2 separate regions of the Mus musculus genome follow, and region 1 is linked to region 2. The links are chromatin contacts, called in public HiChIP or PLAC-seq maps. All regions are on one chromosome and are shown on one strand. The core of a region is the stretch at or near the end of the contact, and the rest is flanking DNA. Distances in the headings are between cores, read along the strand shown.

Evidence for each region. HiChIP or PLAC-seq counts read pairs in DNA pulled down with a chosen protein or histone mark.
Region 1: an H3K27ac HiChIP or PLAC-seq map of embryonic stem cells shows a contact between it and region 2, with 10 read pairs. The contact joins two enhancer-like sites. A contact is called at or near these places in 3 of 39 promoter capture datasets (the 3T3-L1 cell line, cranial neural crest and frontonasal cranial neural crest), 2 of 484 Hi-C or Micro-C datasets (B cells and the G1E-ER4 cell line), 4 of 115 datasets of contacts at active chromatin or transcription factors (embryonic basal ganglia, embryonic stem cells and stem cell-derived neural progenitor cells) and 2 of 9 other capture datasets (adipose tissue and pancreatic islet).

The regions. Positions count from the first base shown.
Region 1 is chr1:133,339,291-133,341,990 of GRCm38.p6, forward strand. No RefSeq gene overlaps it. Among named protein-coding and RNA genes, the nearest start is that of Ren1, 10 kb to the right of the region's middle. Within about 2 kb of position 1,276, at least 5 of the 459 cell types and tissues checked have an H3K27ac peak or open chromatin away from gene starts, as enhancers often do. A contact at or near this core is called in embryonic stem cells, where this site is marked.
Region 2 is chr1:133,117,004-133,119,703 of GRCm38.p6, forward strand. No RefSeq gene overlaps it. Among named protein-coding and RNA genes, the nearest start is that of Ppp1r15b, 13 kb to the right of the region's middle. Within about 2 kb of position 1,373, at least 56 of the 459 cell types and tissues checked have an H3K27ac peak or open chromatin away from gene starts, as enhancers often do. A contact at or near this core is called in embryonic stem cells, where this site is marked.

The sequences.
Region 1 (2,700 bases), core at 26-2,525, 220 kb after region 2:
TGAAGACAGCTACAGTGTACTTACATATAATAAATAAATAAATCTTTAAACAAACAAACAAAAAAAGATACCCTTAAATTGGGTAATATTCTATATAATTCTTATCTAGAAACCAGACTTATAAAAGATTGGATTTAGGGCAGTGTCTCTTTGAGACATTGGAGGCTGCTGTACCATCTTGTATTCGTGTGCAGGAACGGGCAGCCAAACTTTGTAGCATGGAGGTGATTCACCTGGTGTTTTTGGAGACTGGTTTGTTGGAGGTTGAGTCTTGCTTTCCAAAGTTCTTGCTTGCTCTGAGCTGCCCTCTCAGAATGACCCAGGGTCGCTAACTGCAGTTCAAAAGTAGAGACACTTAAAAACTTTGTAACATGTAAGTAATGCTTTTAGTATTGATTTTAAAGAGAATGGATTGTTTACACTGTTAAAATTGGGTTTTGCTTTCCAGAATTGTGGTTGTGCTCTGGTATTACAAGAGAAACTTAAAATTATGGTTAAGCTGCCAGTGCTCCATTGGCTGCAGTTTGCAGGTCAAGCACAGGCTCAGGATTCTGACTCGCACATATTTTTAATTAAGAAAAAAATCTGGCAGGTGGAAATTGTTGCAGGGTTTGCGAAAGGCTAATGAAACTACGAAACTTGTAGAGGCATTACAATCTGGCCTGCCTACTCCATATATAATTATTATGGATTTGGAAGATTGGCCTGTATGCTTTTGCATCTTGACGATTGTAAAGGTTGCTTGCATTTAGTGTGTTTGCTTGTAATTTTAAAGAGCCCATGAACCAGTATCATTGGAAAGTTTTGCCTCAAGGAATGGCTAATATCCTTTCATTGTGTTAAAAAAAAAAGTCTCTGCTTCAATTCAAGAAGTTAGGACTTTGAATCTTTCAGTGTATATTCATCATATTTTATTAGCTGATCCCCCTGAAGGAGTTTTACTGCAAACCTTTGCTTTAAAATTTTGGGGAGTAGTTGTTGCTCCAGAAAAGATTCAAAGGCAATGTCTTTTTCAATATTTGGGGCCTCGTTCTTGTCAGAACAACCTAAGACAGGCTCAGCCTTGTTTATAATTAAAAGGGGGGAGATGTGGAGAGCCTTTTGGGGAGCTACTTGGCAGGAATCTGCCATTGGCCAAGGACAAGGAAATGGGCTTCAGGCAGGAATCTGACATTGGCCATGACAAGGAAGTAAGCTTGGCAAGAATCTGACAATGGAGCAAGACAAAGAAGGTCGGGCAGGGACCTGACTTTGGCCAAGGACAAGGAAGTAAGAATCTGGCTTTAGGGTAGAACAAAGAAGTAGGCTCAGATATCATGATCATCCTTAGAAACAGCTATCACTGAGTGATCATGGGGCTTTGTGTTTATTGCCTTGCTTGTTCCTTGACTATTGTCTTGCTTGATTCCTCTTTGTACTACTCTCCCTTAATACTTGCATGTAATTAAAATGGTATAAAAAGCAGATTGGGAAAATTAAATTGCCTTCAGTCTCAGATTTGACTAGGGTCACACGGCAGCATTTTCTAATTGTCTCTTTCTTTTCAATCCTCCCTCCTGCGCTGGAGAACCTGTTGGCTGACTAAGCTGGGCTTGGTCAATGGATGAAGCTTGGTCCCCAAACAGGAGGACTGGCTGAAAATTCCATGTGAAGCTCTTAGGCTTCCTGAGTGTAGTACTCTGCTTACCCCCAGCCTCCACACCAGTCAGTCCTGCTAGCTAGGTGAAGGAAGAGGGGAATAGCCCTATCCAGGCAGAGATGAATGGCTGTGGAGAGGGACTGTGTGGATTCTTAGGTGAGGCCTTTTCTTTCTCTGTTCCAGGAAGCCAAGCAGGCAGCAAGGTTTATATTCCAGGACAGGAGATGACAAAACCCAGGGTAAAGATCTTCCAATATTAGAGAGTGCTCCAGAGAATGCTGTATAGATCCTACAGTGGACATCCCCAACCCCCACCCCCAGAGTATTGCTAGGGCAGTTTCCAGACCCTTCTACCTAGTTCTTAACCCTGAGTAGAGCAGTAAGGTAGCATGGGAGACCCAAAAAAGCCCAAGAAGACCAAAGCAAACAGAAAATAGAGGTCAGAAAGTGTAGAGGAATATGTGTGTGTGTGTGTGTGTGTGTGTGTGTGTGTGAGAGAGAGAGAGAGAGAGAGACAGACAGACAGAGACAGAGAGAGACAGAGAGAGAGAGAGAGAGAGAGAGAGAGAGACTCTGCATAACCTTGGCTTTCCTGGAACTCACTTTGTAGACCAGGCTGGCCTTGAACTCAGAGATCCACCTGCCTCTACCTCCTGAGTACTGGGATTAAAGATGTGTGCCACCACTGCCCACTGGACATTTTTAATGTATAGCTAAAACATGAACTTTACCATGATAACTATTGGTGAGTGGGCAGCTCAGTAGTATTAAGAATATTTCCATTTTTGTGCACTGAACCTTTTCATCTCAAAGATAGTATTTAAAAATCATTCTATAATTAATATCTTACTGAGGAGAGATAAAAGAGAAATTTACATCTACAAAAATATAGAAGATGCACTAAAAATAGAAAGACGCAGATCAAAAAGTTGGGAAGCTTAGCACATAACAGCAAAACTACAAAAAAATAAAGTAAGTTGAAACATACAGTTAAGGAATGCTAGGCAGATGAACAAAAAAGAAACCAGGAGATAAAATATAAAAATCTTAGAAAAGTAGAA
Region 2 (2,700 bases), core at 123-2,622:
CTCTCTGCCTCTCCTGAATTTCTCTGTTTGGCCTTAAAATAACTTTGGCAATGTATTTTTTTTAAGATTTACTTATTATTATATGTAGCTGTCTTCAGACACACCAGAAGGGGGCATCAGATCTCATTACAGATGGTCATGAGCCACCATGTGGTTGCTGGGATTTTGAACTCATAACCTTTGGAAGAGCAGTCAGTGCTCTTAACCGCTGAGCCATCTCTCCAGCCCCGGCAATATGTTTTTTATTATTATATCTAAGTACACTGTAGCTGTCTTCAGACACACCAGAAGAGGGTGTCAGATCTCATTATGGGTGGTTGTGAACCACCATGTGGTTGCTGGGATTTGAATTCAGGACCTTCGGAAGAGCAGTCAGTGCTCTTAACCACTGAGCCATCTCTCCAGTGGCAATCTCTTCTAATTTTTTGGCTCATTCTCATTTTCTTGCTCCTTCTGTCTTTACCTGTATCTAGCTTGTTCTCGCTTCAACCTGTCTCTATTAAGCTCTCCCAGTAAAACTGCCTCCTTTTTCCTCTCTGAGCTGCTCTGCTCTCCCTCTCAACTTTACTGTACTGCTCTCCATGAACTCTACTGTATTCCTGTGCTACACTCTCTCCTTCCTGTCCTGTCTGTCTTCCCTTTCCTCTCTCTTCTCATGAGAATTGGACGGACACATCCTATTCTGTCAAATCTTTCTCTGACTTATCACTTTGTCTGCTACTCAATTAGACATTGATTTCAAACATGGGTGCTTCATTCTACAAACTAACTTTACATTCAATGTTTGGGATTAAAGGAGTGTACTAAGGGCATGTCTATATACCAGCCAGAAAGATCAAAAGTGTGTGCTAAGGGCTGAGCCACACCCTAACCAGAAACAGATTCAAATATCCTGTAACACAGACTATTATACCCAAGAAAACTATCAGTCACAGGTTGCTTTAGGGTTTTATTGCTTCAAAGAGACACCATGACCATGGCAACTCTTATTTTTTGTTTGTTTGTTTGGTTTTTTTTTTGTTTTTCCAGACAGGGTTTCTCTGTATAGCCCTGTCTGTCCTGGAACTCACTCTGTAGACCAGGCTGGCCTCAAACTCAGAAATCCGCCTGCCTCTGCCTCCCGAGTGCTGGGATTAAAGGCGTGCGACACCAGGCCCGGCGCAAAAAAAATTTTTTTTAATTGGAGTGGGTTTACAGTTTTAGATCTTTAGTCCATTATTGTTATGGCAGGAAGCATGGCAGCACACAGGCAGACATGGTGCTGGAGAAGTTGCTGAGAGCTCTAGATTCCAGATCAGCAGGCAACAGGAAGTGAGTATTACACTAGACCGGAGTTTGAGCATTTGAGATCTCAAAGCCCACCCCCTAGTGACTCACTTCCTCCAACAAAGTTCCACCCACTACAGCAAGGCCACACCTCCTAATAGTGCCACTCCCTATGGCCAAGCATTCAAACACTTGAGTCTCTGAGAGCCAATCCTATTCAAACCACCACCAGAGTGAAGAGAAAAAACAGCTTCTCATGAGAAAAGCCGGCTAGAAGAATTCATGGCCATTGATCAAGTCTCACAGCAGATACAGAAAGAAATACTACAGACTAAAAATAAGAATAAACACATTCCAAAAGCTACTGGGAACTGAATAAGCAGCATGAAGAGAGTCGTTAAGAGAACTAAGAAAACCCTTGACCCGGCAAATATCTGTGTGCAGATATGTGCATGAATCCGTGGACGATGTCAGTGCCTCTGGAGCTGGAGTTGCAGAATATGTGCCACGCATTGAGGGTGATGGGAATATATCCAGTTCTCTGCAAGAGCAGAACAGTTAGATATAGTGACACACATCTGTAATCCCAGCATTAGGAAGGAAGAGGCAGGTGGATCTCTGTGTGTTCAAGGCCAGCCTGGTCTACATAGACAGCTCCAGGCTATCCAGAGCCACCCAATAACAACCTGTCTCACACACCCATGCACACATGCACACGTCACCATGCAAGCACTTGCAGTGCATGCTCTTATTTACTGAGTCATCTCTCCAGTCCTATTCTTGCCTTCTCTTTAAGCCACACTTTGTGGCTGGAGAGATAAGACAGAGATTATGAGCACTTGCTGCTCTTCCAAAGGACTCGGGTTTAATTATTATCTGTAACTCCAGTTTCAGAGGCCCGGACTGTCTCTCCTGGCTTCTGTGGGCAGCAGGACACCTGTGGTGCACAGACATACAGGCAGGCAAAATACCCATACACATTAAAAAGAAATCTAAATTTCATGTCAAGACATCAAAGATGGGGGTCACTGGACCTCTTTGCCTCCCTTCCTGATGTATGTTATATTCCTAATGTGGTTAAACTGAATAATTGCCTGCTTTTTCTTATTGCTTTTTTTTTTTCAATTGGCCTACTGAGGCTAGGTGGTCAAATCTGGTTTGTTAGGGCTTCCAGGGTCCAGGCTCTGACCACAAGAACTACAGTAGGTTTGTGTATCCCTTGATCTTGTGCTAGATCTCCTAAGCAACGTGCAACAGTCTCTTAGCATGATGGTTGATAGTTTTAGGGTGTCTTAATGGAGTTGTTGTCAACCTTGGAAAGTAGATACGTCTCATTGATCCTGCCAGCAATCACACACTGAATACATTGGTGCTCCCTAGTGACTTGCCATCATTTGCAGAGAATACAGCCTGAAAGATGTTTCTGGAAATGCA